Linked DNA regions of Mus musculus: region 2 is linked to region 1. Evidence: chromatin contacts called from public promoter capture Hi-C data. All regions are on one chromosome and are shown on one strand. Each heading gives the region's core, a stretch centred on a gene start, on an enhancer-like site or on the middle of the called end of the contact. The rest is flanking DNA. Distances are from core to core; before and after follow the strand shown.

What was found. Promoter capture Hi-C pulls out the DNA fragments that hold promoters and counts their contacts.
Region 2: a promoter capture Hi-C map of pre-B cells shows a contact between it and region 1. The contact joins the promoter of Arpc5l here to the promoter of Morn5 in region 1. A contact is called at or near these places in 2 of 39 promoter capture datasets (liver and pre-B cells) and 1 of 9 other capture datasets (liver).

The regions. Positions count from the first base shown.
Region 1 is chr2:36,045,080-36,052,997 of GRCm38.p6, forward strand. Morn5 (MORN repeat containing 5) reads left to right here and starts at 4,394. Exons shown (of 5, transcript NM_029309.2): 1 at 4,394-4,496; 2 at 7,858-7,918. The coding sequence starts at 4,450. Ndufa8 (NADH:ubiquinone oxidoreductase subunit A8) reads right to left here and starts at 4,259. Exons shown (of 4, transcript NM_026703.3): 1 at 4,113-4,259. The coding sequence starts at 4,163.
Region 2 is chr2:39,003,222-39,011,139 of GRCm38.p6, forward strand. It overlaps Arpc5l (actin related protein 2/3 complex, subunit 5-like), which reads left to right and starts at 4,918. Exons shown (of 4, transcript NM_028809.1): 1 at 4,918-5,123. The coding sequence starts at 4,975. It overlaps Rpl35 (ribosomal protein L35), which reads right to left and starts at 1,910. Exons shown (of 4, transcript NM_025592.3): 1 at 1,863-1,910; 2 at 1,511-1,647; 3 at 886-967. The coding sequence starts at 1,865.

The sequences.
Region 1 (7,918 bases), core at 3,144-5,643:
TCTTTAGTCTCACTCATTCTGGCTACTCTGTTTCTCTTCTAATGTTTCTATCTTTCTGCTCTAGTACAGACTGCAGGTGGACACCGATGACCAGCTCTGCCACTGGCAACTTCTTTAAAAGGCAGGATGGGGTATTTACTGCTGGCATCTGGGCATGGGCTGTCTGACAGTCCTGTTTAGGGTGCATCTTTCTGATCTAGTATGCTTTTTCTTTGCAATTGCTGTTTTCTCCACTAGGGAACTTTCAGATTCCTGACCAACCGAGAAAGGTAACAGAGAACATTAGCAGGTTTGTTAAAACCCAGCCTGTCAGACTACCATACATCAACACACTACTGAACTGGACTTTTAAAAAATGGAGAACTTTAACATGAGAAAAGTCTGTAGTCTTATTTTTATGCACTTCATACCCATTAAGTTACTAAGAAGACAAATGCTGGGGAAAGGAGAGATCCACCCTATAGCAGTGGTTCTCAACCTTCCCAATGCCGCAACCCTTTAATATAATTCCTCACGCATCATCTTCATCCTGAGATGGATCTTCATTGCTACCTCATAACTGTAATGTTGCTACTGTTGTGAATTGTAACATAAAATCTGTGTTTTCTGATGGTCCTAGGCGACCCCTGTGAAAAGGTCAGTTCACCCCTAAAAGGGTTGCAAACCACAGGTTGAGAACTGCTGCCCTACAGGAAGACAACAAGGTCCAGGACTGCCAACCCACACTGTACTGTTGCGGGTGTCAATGCAAAGTACACTTACATACAAAAGAAATCTGCCATGAAAACTCTTAATAAATTTATACCCCAAATCTGTAAATCTGTATATTTAGGTTTGATACATATTTGTTTATATTTTATTACCTACAGCCAGCTGGGAAAACAGAAGGTAGTTAACCTTTTTGTTTTGTTTCTGGTTTTTGGAGACACTCTCAAGTAGCCCAGGCTGGCTTTGAACTATGTAGGTCAGTCAAGCTGGCCTCTATTCTCAAACCTCCTGAGCTGGAGTTACAAGCATGTGGTGCAAATCTTGCTTCACATTTTTGTTTAATTCTAACTGAGTTTTCAGTGGTTTAGAGTGCTGGCTGCTCTTCCAGAGGGCCTGGGTGCAATTCTCAGCACCTACATGGTGACTCACAACCATCTGGGACTTCAGTTCCATGGGATCTGATGCCTTCTTCCGGCTCACATGGGAACCAGGCATAAACGTGGGCACACGCATACTCATACACATAAAATAAATAAATCTAAAAATAATTTTACAAATAAAAAAACTGAGCACCGTTTTACTTGTTTGCCAAATGCCTCAAAAATATCCTTAAGTGGCTGATCTGGTTACTCAAATCCTCAAGATGGCAGCCCTCCAAAGCTTGTAGCATTAGTTGCTTTATTTCGCTACATAAATGGCAACCTTATAAAAACAAAGGTATATTCATGTTGTCACAGGGAAACAGAGATGAGACACAATCACTGAGCCAATTCCTAAACAGCAAATAGACAGATTCACTTGGGACACGACAGCCATCCATCAGAATTGTGGCTCTCCCCGGGACTTTGGCGTAACATCACTATCACCGAGGGAGCAGAGAACTTGAGGTGTAACCGTGTCCTCTTGCCTGCTTCCTCATAACTGAGGAAGCCCAGCAGTCCCCTCTCAAATTTACCCAGCATCCTCTGTCTCCAGAACACAGAACTTCAGCATCCTTCCTCATTAGCTCGTCCACAGCTGCTCTGCAGTGCCGCCTTCCATAGACAGCAAGTGTGTGACTGAGCCAGACAAAGCCAGTACTGCCCTTGCTCCCAAAAGTCACTTCCGTACCACTTGTCATAGAACTTAGCTTGTGGCAGGCCTGCGTCCTTATTTATGTAAAATGGGGCATGATGTACATATGTCCTAGGACCTCCTGAGGGTCCAATGAACTCATCTATGGAACAGAATGTGTCTGACACATAAAAGGCGCATCAGTACTGGCTGTTGATTAGTTTTTACTCTAAATTATCAACACACCCGAGGAATTTTTAACCCAAAGCTTCTGGATGGTTTTTCCCTGGGGATGTGACGTGACTCCTTGGTCAATGAAGTCCAAGGTAGATTTTACCTGCTCCCCAAAGCGGCTGCTGCTCTTGGCCTCACTGGGTCTGTCATGTTGCAAACCTGACCCCGATTCTTCAGCCTTTTTTGCCTGTGTTAGGAGTCCACTGCAAGTAGGACTCGCTCCAGATGGAGGTTCTTATCTTTTGCCTCTGTGAAGCACAGCTACAAGTTGCCAGGGTTATTCTGTAATGGCCACTGAGCTAGTCTTCCTGCTTTACCTGCTGTCAGTCTAGTCTCTGTCAAGCTGCTGAAGTGACCTCTGAAACGACAATTCTTATTTCACGCTGCTGGGACAATTCTTATTTCACGCTGCTGGTACGACAACTCAGAAGCCAGCCCCCAGAAAGAGTCATGCTTAGGTACAGAGTAAAACCTGAGCTTCCTATCTGCTGTTCAAGGCTTTCTGAGCCCAAACTGTCCTCCACCCTTCTCACCAGACTTCATACAGGGGCCTGTGCTGCTCTCTCGATGCAACTCAATTCACTACATTCGGGATCCCCTTTCAGGCCCCTGACTCCCCCACAACTTCATCTTTGTACCAGCCTTCAAATGCCATGTTTTACATTAAGCCTAATGTGGCTAGTCTACCCATCTTATATTCTCATAGAGAACTGTACAGCCAGAGTCATCTCACTTTGAGCAAAACCCCTTGTCCACAAGTGCTGAAAGCTACTCAAAATGACCAAGCCAAAGAAAGGGCTAGACATCAGCTCCAACATCAAATCTGCTTGCCCGCCTTTCATGTGTTAGTACTAATCATGTGTTTTAACTTTTACTACTCTGGTTATTTACATAATTATATATACCAATTGTGCAAACTTTAAAGAGAAATTTATTAGGATGCTTTTGCATGAAATGTTTGCTAAGCCAAATTAAACATCTAACAAAATATGTCAACTCATGTTTGACCAGTTACACGGTGGGATAAGAATAAAAGACTGGCTGATAGGAAAATCCTTTCTCTCGCCTCTAAGTCAATTTCATATAAATATGCTAACAATTTCTTCATCTGAGGAAAATACCAAGTTGCCATCCTCACAGGTTTGTGAGAGCCTACGTGAAGTCGTATAGGAGAACATTCAACACAGTGCCTGCCATGACAACACAGCCATCTTTTCCCTCTGTCTCACAGTATAAAGTCCAAACTGTTCCCGCCTCGTCAGTGACTTCTCTAGAGGCTTAGCACCGCTAATCTAACAGTAGGCTGACATCAGACAGCTCTCAGCTTCCTCGACAACACGGTTCTACAAGTCCTTCCTCACTCTGTTGCACTTTGGCTGAAAGATTTAACAGGCTGGGTTTCAGAAAAGATCTGGGTTCCTGTTACAAGTCTTCCATACACTGTCTATGTGACCTTGGGCAAATCGCTTCTACTCTTGGGGCCTATTTCTGGTCTACAAGGGAAACCAGTTATACCCTACCTTACTTTGTGTTCCAATTAGCAGCCCGGCCTTTAGAAATGGAGTGATCATGTTTGTGATAGTTACAATAGCACACCACTTTTACTTCACGTTTCACAGAGCCATGCACTGTGCTGTACAGCCTCTTTATCTGTCTCTTTATAAAACTATAAACTATAAGAGCTGGGCACTGTCTCTTACTTCCCATTGCACGTGCACATAACAAATACTTAAATGTCTCTCGAAGAAGTAAATGCTTTACTTGTGTCCCATTACCAAAACACCCTGGCCCATGCCAGACTCACTGTCCAACACGTACTGTGTGCTGCCGCGGCACCCAGGCCTGCTCTGCACCGAGATTTTGACAGACTTGGAAGGGGAAGGTGAGCACCAAGAGGAGGCAGGCTCGCCTCACCGGGAGGGAGAGCAAGGGGCTAGGTGATGCTAATGGAAAGTATCACCCGATTCACAAGAAGAGAGGCCGGTCGCAGTGCGCACAGGAATGGCTGGAGCCAAGGCGAGATGTGACCATGCAGGTCGCAGAGGCCGGAACCGTGCCTGGGCCCGCCTGAAAGCTGCAATCCCAGGCTTCCCGCCTGCCCTCAGGAAGAGCCTCACCTCCTCCACTTTCAGCTCTTCCAGAGTTGGCAGCTCCACTATCCCCGGCATGACGGCGGTAGCCGCGACCCTGACCAGGTGCCCTCGGCCGTGTCGCCCGTCTCCTTCAAGTCCCCTTTGGCTGGCCAAGACTGCCCGGTACCATCTGCGCATGCGTCTCCAGCGACGCGCAAGCGCACTGCTCTAGGGCCGCTGGAGGAGGCGAAGCGTAAGCCATTCCAGGAAGTCTAGCGGTCCCGAGGGGCGGGGCTTCATCTGGTCTCCGCCCACATCTCCTGGTTGTCATAGTGACGCCAAGACAGCTGAAGTTGGTGTCTGTTAGACACTAGCTGTTAACATGCAGTACACCGGGAGCCAGTATTTCGGGGAATACATAAACGGGAGGTAAGCCCCCATTCGTCCATGTCTCCACTTTCAGGCTAGTGAAAGACAACTGTTTTTAAGCCTCCGCCAAGGACCCTCAGCCAAATGCTTTCAAAAACTTGTTCAACTATAGTGCTCAAGCACAGATACCTAATAAGTCGCATAGGTAGGATTCACTCATTCATTCTTTCATTCATTCATTCGTGTGTGTGTGTGTGTGTGTGTGTGTACGAGCGCGTGCGCGTATCCCCTGCACCCATGACCATCTGTAACCAAAGTTCCTCTTCTGGCTTCTGTAGGCACCAGGCATGCACATGGTACACATTATATACATGAGAGCAAAACATACACATTAAAAAATAAATATTTAAAAAATTATGCAGGCAAAGAAAACTAGAAAATGGTATTCAGAGCTGGAGAGATGGCTCAGCAGTTAAGAGCACTGACTGCTCTCCCACAGGTCCTGAGTTCAAATCCCAGCAACCACATGGTGGCTCACAACCATCTGTAATGAGATCTGATACCCTCTTCTGGGATATCTGAAGACAACTACAGTGTACTTAGATATAATAAATTAATAAATATTAAAGAAAAAGAAAAGAAAGTGCTATTCGGCAAATACTGATTTTTCTCTGTGTCCAGATTTTGAATTTGACCCTGGTCAGAATCCCTGCAAACACAGTGGGACGGTTAAGCGTAACACAGTTATGACAAGTAATCAAGGTCAGCCCTGTGGTCAAGAGAGGCAGACCACATGTGAGATGGTCACTTTGCCTTGCCAGCAGCTCTGGATGAAGAAAGCAGAAAATTTTTTAGAGCTGGAGAGGCCGATGCTGGGGGGGTGGGTAATGGACAGATAAGCGATAGTTGTTTGGGCTATAAAGCACTTCATGGGGCTGTAGAGATGCAGAGATGAAGGAGGATCTGTATGCACAGGCTAGAGGAACTGCAGGGTGTTTTGAGGAAGCAGGAGTAGTGGTCTAGCCAAGCACAGGGACAGATTCTTAGAGAGAGTGGCAGTAATATATATAATGGGATGCTGTCCACATCTTCAGTCAGCTTTGCAAGGGAGATGGTATTATCTCAGCTTCAAGGTTAAAGGGTAAAAGGGAGCCTTAAAGGACTCAAGACCCTTGTCTAACCCTTTGGAAAGTGGCAAAGATGCTTGGGTGTGCAATGCCTTTCATGACAGTGAGACAGTTCAGGCTGATCTTGCAAATAAATGGTGGAACTTAACAAAACAACCCAGCTAAGTGAGGGAGTCGAGAATTTCTACCCAGCTTTGTGTCTAAACCATATCATTTCTTTTCATGAGGCAAAAGTTCCTACAGCGAAAGTTTTGACAGGTGGAGGTGAAGGATTGGGCTTGGGCACAGAGATTGAAAAACCCACACACATCTTGATTTTAGGTTTGTTTTGATTTGTGTAAGAGCCCTGGCTATCCTGGAATTCGCTCTATAGACCAAGTTAGCCTTGAACTCAGTTATCTACCTGCCTCTTCCTCCCAAGTGCTGGGATTAAAGGTGTGTGCCACCACTGTCCATTGGCTGTCCTTCATATGTAGAATAAATTAAAACCTAATCTTTGGTTATATAGACTCCCCATTGCTGATGGGAATATAAAATTGGACAAGTACTTTGGAAAAGCTTGGCAGTTTCTTAAAAGTAAGATAGCCATTTCATTTCTAGTTATTAACATGATAAATGAAAATCTATGCACACACAGAGGTGTGCTTGTGAGTACTCCTTCTAGCTTTATATAATGGAAACTGTAATGACTGAAAACTAGAATCAAGCAAGACATTCACCAACATGTGAGAGGACAAACAAGTGTGGTATATCCATTCACTGGAATAGTATACATCAAGGAAAATGTTGGTTCACATAACAGTAACATGAGTAGATCTTAAAGGAATTATATTAAATGAAAGGAATCAGAAATGTCCAGCAAAAAAAGGAGTATATATGATACTTTTTATATTAAATTATGGGAAATCAATTCATGAAAATTGGTCAGTTTTTGCCTAGGGATGAGGAATGGGGGGAACAAACAAAAAAGATTAAAGAGAGTAAGCATAAACTGTGGTGGTGGATATATTAATCATATTGACCATGAGGGTGGTTTCCAGGATTTTTTGTCAAAATGTATGAACTGTACACTTTAAGTATGTGTATGTGCATGTCAACTATGCTTCAAAATCTGTTTTTAGCCACATTTTAAAATCCATGATTTGCATGTACCATATCTAAATATAAAAAATGGAAAACATGGTATAATAGCTTATACCTATAATCCCAGCGTTGGAGAGGCTGAGGCAGGAGGACCGCCACAGGCTCAAGGCCAGTCTGAGCTACATGAGTTCCAGGTCAGCATGGGCTAGAGACTGAGTCCCTGTCTCTCTCTATTCTGAAACACTGCAGAGTTGAGTTCAGTGAGAATACAGGGAATGAATTAAGACCTCCCACGTTTTATAGCAGCCACTACTGTGCATCACCCATACACACCCACAGTGATTCCCATTTGCCAAGTGAGAAAAGATAAGGCACAGAAGGATTTGTGTAGCACACCCAAACTAACATTTGACAGAACAAGGAATTTCTAAAAACCTGACCACTGTGACTTAATTGGCAAGGCTGGGCTGGTCATAACAGACTCGGGAGACACAGAATCGGCTGCCTGGGCTGCTGGTATTTTCACAGTATTAACTTTGTAGCTTTGATGCTAGCGAGGAGGTATTTCAGTGGACAGTATAAACTCTAGTACAGCCTTCAGGGAGGGTAGGATGACAGACCAAAAGTTGTCCCATCTTTTTTTTTTTTAAATGATTTTATTTATTTATTTGATATATATGATGAGTACACTGTAGCTATCTTCAGACACACCAGAAGAGGGCATCGGATCCCATTACGGATGGTTGTGAGCCACCATGTGGTTGCTGGGGATTGAACTCAGGACCTCTGGAAGAGCAGTCAGTGCTCATAACCGCTGAGCCATCTCTCCAGCCAACCCCCCCCCCATTCTTTTTTTTTTTTTTTTAGATTTGTTTATTTTATGTAGATAAGTACACTGTAGCTGTCTTCAGACACACCAGAAGGGGACATCAGATCCCATTAGAGATGCTTATAAGCAACCACATGGTTGCTGAGGATTGAACTCAGGACCTCTGAAAGAGCAGTCAGTGCTCTTAATCACTGAGCCATCTCTCCAGCCCCAGGCTGTCCCATCTTAAACAACATCTTTTTGAGATTTTGATGAAAAGAAAGCACCACAAAAGCTCTGACAGAATACTGAGGAGCGATGCATCTGAGGATGGAGAGAGTGAACATCTCTCTGTGTCCCCCAGCTGCCACGCAGAGCCCAGTGACTTCCCATGTTCTTACAGGATGGAGGGCAGTGCCGAGTACATCCTCCCTACTGACACGAGATACATCGGGGAGATGAAG
Region 2 (7,918 bases), core at 3,668-6,167, 3.0 Mb after region 1:
GGGTGTCTGGGCCCCAGCATCTCAGAAACCGAACTTCAGACCCGCCTAAGTTAAAAAAAAAAAAAAAAAAAGTCCCTTGTGGGCAGTGAAGTCATACTTTGTGATGAGCCAGACCCAACACTGAGTAAAAGACTCCACCTGATGGCCTCAACTATAAAATGACACAGCTTCCCCCTACCCCAATTCTTCCGGAGACCAGCCATGGTCAAAGGAAGTAAATTCCTAGCACAGCATGTGAGTTTGAAAGCATGAACGTTTCCCCCCAACCCCCGGTCAGGGTTTCTCTGTGTAGCCCTGGCTGTCCTCGAACTCAGAAATCCTCCTGCCTCTGCCTTCCAAGTGCTGGGATTAAAGGCGTGTGCCACCACTGCCTGACAACACTAACATAACAAACATCTTGTAACTATCCCAGCAATACCCTTAATGTCCTCATGATATGGCTCCAAAGAGAAGCTTTTGGGGGTCGCTGTTTAGCAACTGTGGGTGTCCTTGGGCAACGCAACCTTTCCAAGCCTTGCAACAGCAGGTGCTTGGCTGTGAGACAGACACCCTGAACAGCTAGCTTTGCCTCAGGCTAGGGTTCCAGTTCCATCTTCTAACAAAGCAATCTAACCCAACAACTACCACACAGCTGAGTTCAAAGCTAGTGTCCAGTCCACCCTCACATCCGACTTTTTTTTTGGGTTTGGTTTTCTGAGTGCTGAGATTAAAGGCTTGCGCCACCCTGACCAGCCACATCTGACCCTTTGACACCAAGAACTCCTGTCAGTTCGGGAAGCTGGTAACTGGGCAAACTCAGCCACATAATGGGAGCTTACTGAGGCCCAGTCCTCCAGTCCCTTGTACCCTATACCCTTTCCACAACAGTTCCTGGCCAGTGCTCACCTTGTAGAATTTCCTGAGGTTTTCTTTTTGAGTCTGGTTAATAACAGTGAGGACTCGGGCGATAGACTTGCGAACGACTCGTCTATAAAAATAGATGGCAGTGAAGATCAGGTAGGCACATTAACCCCTCCAACACAAGGCCCTCATTTCTGCCACCCAGGAGGGAAATCTAGAGATAAGGACAGGTTTGTCAACAGATAGACGTGGACACTTAATGCAGATTTGGCCCAAGAACTTATCCCAAAGGCCAGAGACTGAGACCATGCCTTCAAGTTACCTAGTTCAGTGTAAGGAATCACAAATTGGAGAAAAGAGAACAGGTGTGAAGAGAGGACATTGAAGCCAGGCAGAGGCCACGAACAGCTGATTTTAGTCATGGTGATAAGAGATCAACTCGTGACTGGAACACATGGGCTCAGCGTCTCTTTTCAAGTTTCCCTCCCTTGTCGTCACCACTTGCTTCCAGCCGTACTACAACCCATGTGAGGCGGCACCACCATGGCCCTTCAAGGAATGCCCTATTCTCTCACCACAGTAGTTGGCCAAGGACAGTCGAGGGGAAATGGCTCAAGGGGCCAAGGCAGGGAAGGGGAAGCACCCAGCTGGGACCTCAAGGCCCACTTACATCTTGGAGAGCTTGGACGCGGCGCCGCCTGTCACTTTGGCGACCCGAAGCTGGGACAATTCCACCTTCAGATCGTCCAGTTGTTTCAACAGCTCCTCCTTCTTCTTGCCGCGCAGGTCCCGAGCCTTAATCTTGGCCTGCAATGAGGAGCGACTCTATGGGTCACGGAGCTCCCGCTTCGTCCCCGGCCGACCCAGGAGGGACGGTGCGCCAGAGGCCGCGGCGTAAGCGAGGGCGGGCAGCCTGAGCCGGCCCCCGCTGCTCTCTGAGTTCCCCCCGTCCGCCCCGCGCCCCGCGCCACTGTCCCCACGTGTCCCCGGCGACCGATGGCACCCGATTCCCGCAGCCTCACCATTTCGGCGTTGTTCACGGCTGAAGCAGCCTGGTTCGAGAGAAAGAGGAAAGGGCGGGGCCGACTTCCTCAACTACTGCCGGGTGGCGCCGGGCACGGCCAATAGCGTCGCGGTTTGGGAGGCCCGCTCCGCCCCTGCGCAGCCGCGGCCGTGGTGCCCTCCGCTTCCCGGAAGTCCTGCCTTCCTAAGGTTGGCTGGTCTCTAAGCGACCCAGCTGGGGAAACTGAGTCTCGCGATGAGCAACACCGGGCTGGCTGGAGGCAGCGCAGAGAAGGCTGCAGTTCTTCTGTTCCCTCGGTTTTATTCGGAAGCTTGAAGTTCTCTGGTCTGTGCGGGGCTGAGCTAGCCGCGGGTGGTGTCAGGGTGCGGAGGGCATGAGGTGTGAGGGTTTTCTTTAAAAGTTTGAGACAAGGTCTTATTCTAAATCGCTTCCTAATGCTGACAGTACAAGTGCCACAATGCCTCGCAAGTGTATGTGAGAGAGCCAGCGAGCATGGAGGTTGGAGAACAACCTGTGGGAGTTCTCTTCTTCCACTGTTCGGCGCTCGAACGTCGAACGCAAGTGGTCAGGTTCGACCTAACCATCTCGCTATCCTTTTTTTCTTCTTTTCTTTTTTAAATACAAGGCCTCCATATCTATCTATCTATCTATCTATCTATCTATCTATCTATCTATCTATCTATCTATCTATCTATCTATCTACCTACCTACCTACCTATCTCCTGGACTTGTTTTGTACCCAAGTTTGGTATCCAAAGTGCGCCACCACCTGGCAAGGGTAACAATAAAGTCATCCAGCAAGAATTTGCGGAGATGGTATGTAGTAGTACAAATCTCATCCCCAGACTTTTGTGGGATTTCTGATTATTGCTTTAGGTCTGGGCACGGTGTCACAGCGCCCAGGCAGTGGAAAAGGAGGATCCGGAGTTCAAGCCTTCTTTATTACACCAAGATATATTAATGAAACCGTCTCCAGAGAGATTCCAAATCGTGCTGGTAGCTTAGTTCCGTGGTAGTGTTTCCCTGGCATGCACAAAGCTGTGTGCATTCCCGGCACTGATACAAGAATAAATAAAAGCTCCGAAACAGAGTCTTGCTTTATTGCTAGTACCAGTTTATATCTTGGCAAGTCCCTTCGCGTCTCCGGTTAGTGTATCTTTGAGGATTAGAGGAACTAAACTGAAAACCTGCAAAGCTCCCAGCCAAGACCTGATATGTAAAGATTGGGGAAATTATAACATGGTTAAAGTGCACATGACCCTTTGCCTACAGTCCCAGACAGACCGCTAGCATCTAGATCAGAACAAAGCAGACGATGTTGGGTTTGTGTGATGAGTTGACCAAACTGACCAATTGGAGCCCTTTCTTTGCCAAGCTCCATTCAGCAGCTGCCCATTTTTCCAGCAGTTTCTCAATTGTTCATGACTTGATGCTGATAGAAGAGGTACTCAAGGTACTGTAATGAAAGCTGGGCGTGGTGGCGCACGCCTTTAATCCTAGCACTCGCGAGGCAGAGGCAGGCGGAGTTCGAGGCCAGCCTGGTCTACAGAGTTCCAGGACAGCCAGGGCTATACAGAGAAACCCTGTCTCGAGAAAACAAAACAAAACAAAACAAAACAAAAAACCAAAAACCAAAAAAACAAAAAAGGTACTGTAATGAACATTTTTTAGTCACCTCCCATCCCAAGTGTAGCAGCGTACCCTTGTATCCTAAGTGCTCTTAAGTACCAAGCTGAGTTAAGCCATGTGTTTGTGTGCCTGTTTCCAGAGCCAGTCTTGAAGGTCTCTGAGGGTTTAATGCTTTTCAGGCCCAGGATGGGGATACTGGTTGGATAGAATGAATAAGCCTTTTGTAAATGGGATAAGGAGAAATGAACCGAGTGTGGATTAGTTTTAAATGGAAGTCTAAAGATGACCAGGATTCTACTAGAGTTACAAATATACATCATATTTCTGGACATTTTTTGTAGTGCTAGGATTAAACCCAGGATTCACAATATTTTTGAATTCCCAATTACATTCCCCATCTTTGAAGACAAAAAACTTACAGGCACTGTACTTTGCCATCCCTGATGTAATTAAGACAGCCCTTACATTTTTAAATTTTACATGTACCATGTATGTGCTGTGCCGGCAGAGGTGACTGGATCTCCCTGGAGGTGGAGTCGCAGAGCACTGTGAGCTGCTATGTGGATGCTGGGAACTGAACCCAGGTCTCCAAGAATAGCACTTTTTTTCTTTTTTAAATTTCCCGACAGGGTTTCACTCTGTAGTCTTGGCTGATCTAGAACTATGTAGTCAAAACTATCTAGAACTCACAAGAACCCCCTGCCACTGCTTCCTAAGGGCTGGAATAAGGCATGTGCCACATTACTCGCTATGTGTAGCAGGAGCAAAACCATGTCTCACCTAATTTTTTTTGCTCGAGTTCTACTAGGTTAAAATGTAATAGTTTTCTTTTTTTTTAATATTTTTTATTAAATAGTTTTCATATAGTTACAAGAAAAGATTCATTTTAGCCTACGTCTGAAATAGAAAGAATCCTGGGGATTCTGCAGCTTTCGCCTCCTAAAATATGCCTCTTCAGTCAGGAGTACAGGTGGCCACAGAATCCTCTTTAATTTTCGGAACGCCCGCAGGAGTCGTTACATCCTCAAGAAAGGATGTTATCAAGCGTCCTGCCAGCCCCTGGGTTACACATCAACGCCTTTAAAGCCGTTTACTTTTAACAAAGTGGGTCCTCTTGTGGGTCAGTGCTTAAGAGACTCCGGCACTGCGCGTCACTCCCTGCCATCCCTTAGCTCTAAGATTTCTTCCTCCGGAGCGGACAGAAGCGCTGGCTATACCAGCAGCCCGGCTTCGGAGAGGACAGAGTTACGGCTGCAACGCCTGACACCACTTCATCAGCATTCCACGATCCCACGGCGCAGTTCCGCCCACAAGAGCTTCCGGTTCCGGCGCATCCCGGAAGTGGGCGGGCGACGGCGGCTGCGCGCGGAGGAGGGGAGGCGGTGCCTGGCGGCCGCTTCCCGCCCCCAAGCGGAGCCGGTGCGGAGGGGAGCCGGGAAAGAGCGAAGCCTAGGCGGCTGAGTGGCCGCCGCGCTCCCGCCATGGCCCGGAACACACTGTCCTCACGCTTCCGCCGCGTGGATATCGACGAATTTGACGAGAACAAATTCGTAGACGAGCACGAAGAGGCAGCGGCGGCGGCGGGCGAGCCAGGCCCCGACCCCTGCGAGGTAGACGGGCTCCTGCGGCAATATCCTTCCCGGCGCGGCGGCCCGGCTCGGCCTTCGCACCCTGATCACCCCAGCCCCAGTCTCCCGGTCCTCCGCCCAACCCCAGCCCCTCCCGGCTCCTGTCAGTCCCAGGTTCTCCCGGTCTGTGGTTGGCCTTACGCCTTTCTCAGCAGCGCAGCCCTGGAGCTCCTCTCCCTCTGCTCTGCTGCGCTCCGCATCCTTCTGGGTGTCCGTGCATCGGCCTTGGTATCCCTTTATCCCTCCTTATAGTAAGCGGGGTCATTCCCAGGTGCTGCCCTCAGGAGGGACCGAGGTGAACCACCTTGGATTCATTGAGCAGCCAGGGCCACTGCCCTACTGCGCTTGTCTAACTGGCTTTCTTGGGCCCGATTGTAGCCCGGCGTGAAAATAGGTGGGTGGATGGTTGGAGGAAGACTGACTAGAGGGCGGAGGTGGGGGAGGTGTGCTTTAAGGTCCAGCCCTCAGGTGTGATATGGCCTGCTACCTTTTCTCACCTGTCGCCACTTTCCTCAGCACGTTGGGTTTTGCGCCTTTATGGACCAAGTACATTCAACAAGTAATGCGACTCTGCCATTAACCGCCTTGTGCAGAAAGCGTGGAAAAAGCTAGTGATTCAGAGCTCAAAAACACCATACAGTGTCAAATGTAAAAGTGGCTCCCCACGACTGAAAATGACTGCTGGTGGCCACAGAAAACAAGCATTTAGAACAGAAGAGTAAAAATAGAGGTGATTGTCACAGCTGGCTTGGTCTCTTAGCAGTTTGAGCACCACAGGAAACTGATTTATTCTCACAGGAAGATTTTTTTTTTCTTTATTCAAATAGCTTGACAGGAAGTGTGTACCCCTCCCCCGCACTTGCCAGGGTAGGGTTGGAGGCTCTTGCTGTATATAAATCAGGTTCTGGCTGTTTAATCAGTTGACTCAGCCTGGGAAGTCAGGTGTACCGCTTTTGGGAGGAGTCCTATAGTGCTCCTCTAATATATCTTGAAAACAACCCTTTTAGACTGAACAAGAATATGTTTTTGAAATGTGGAGATTTCAAACTTATTTCCTGCACCATTCTGATGGTTAAATTGGGTCATGAGAAGGCCCCTAGAGGGAAGATTGGTTTTTAGAATGGTGCAGGGTACTGACTGGTTTATGTGCAGGTACTGTTGACAAGGCTCCAGAACGATGCATTTGGGCCAGAATCCTAATTATATTGATGAAGAGACTGGGATCTGTCAGCTTCTGCTTTGGTGTTGTTGCTGGGCCTTGCTGAAGTCCCTGGCTGTTTTTTCTTCTCTCTCTCTCTTTCTTTCTTTCTTAGGCAGCTTAGAGGCATTGGCTTAGCTTATAGAAGAGATTGCTTCTACACTCATGGCAGTGTCAGAAGCCTTGTTACTATGGAGAGTGTACCTCTCGGGATTGGGAGAAGGGAGGCTAGCAGAGGAGAGTGAAACCCTAGCAGATGTCAGGCCCAGGTAGGGAGAAGGATGGAAGTAGTAATTGAGTCCCTATCAGGTGCTAATCATTGCATTCAGTCTATAGACCCTCATGTGAGTCTTAGGAGAGAATAGTGAAGAGGTTTAGGGGGACATTAGGTGGTGGTGGTCTCAGGCCTGTGCTGGGAATTGTTTGTGGAAGAGCAGAGTGTGGAAATAGAAAGCTGCTGTGCATCCACACAGGCACTGTCTAACCTGCTTTAACCTTCTGCTGGTCATACACTCTCTCAACCTCAGCATTCTTTTTTTTTTTTTTTTTTTTTTTTAAAAGATTTATTTATTTATTATATAGTACACTGTAGCTGTCATCAGACACACTAGAAGAGGGCATCAGATCTCATTATAGATGGTCGTGAACCACCATGTGGTTGCTGGGATTTGAACTCTGGACCTTCGGAAGAGCAGTCGGGTGCTCTAACCCACTGAGCCATCTCACCAGCCCGAACCTCAGCATTCTTAAATGATAGAGACAACTATGTTGGTCTTACCACCTCAACAGGTGTACCACTAAACACACAGCAGGTGTACTCCAAAACTTGGGCCCGGGTTGTAGGAGGGGCAGGGGATTGTAGAGAGGGCTTGGATTTGAAAGGCAGCTCTGAATTGTAGCTTTGTGACCTTGGGCAAGTAATTTCCCTTCTGTCTCAGTTTCATTATCTCTATGGCAGAAGTCAGGCTCTTGTCCTAGAGGGTTTGTAGAATAAGGTGAGATGTGACTGTATCTGGTCCTGGATCCAAAACCCCCAGGGAGGATTTTTTTTTCCCTCCACTCCAGCGGTTTTAAAGTACCATTGTAGTTCATTTTCTTTCTCAGTGAAACAGCTTCTGGTCCTTCAAGTAGGACTGTAGGTAGAGCAGTGGTTTTGAGTGATTTGGTAGTTTTTTTCACCCCTCCTCAAGGAAATTTGGCAGTGTTTGGTGACATTTTGATAGTTTTAGGATGTTACTGGAAACTTTAGGGTAAAGGCCAGGGAGGTTGCTAAATATCCTGCAGCATACATCAAAGAATCATCTGGTTTAAAATGGCCATGGCTGAGAATGGTCTGGTGGGTTCTTCAGCCTGTTGTCTGAAGCTATTGGACACTATCTGGGTATGGAGGCTAGTTAGTAAACATGATTGCAGAGGTGCCTCTCTGCTTCCTCTTGTACCCAGCATTTGTGAGCCTTTGGTTGTCAGTGGCTGCTTGACAGGCTGCAGTGCTAAGCCTAACGTTCTCATCCTTGTGGACTAGTTACATCATTTCTGCCTTTCCCTCTCATCTCTTTTGTGAATGAAATGATTGTTAGTTCATGTGTACTGTTAAGCTTT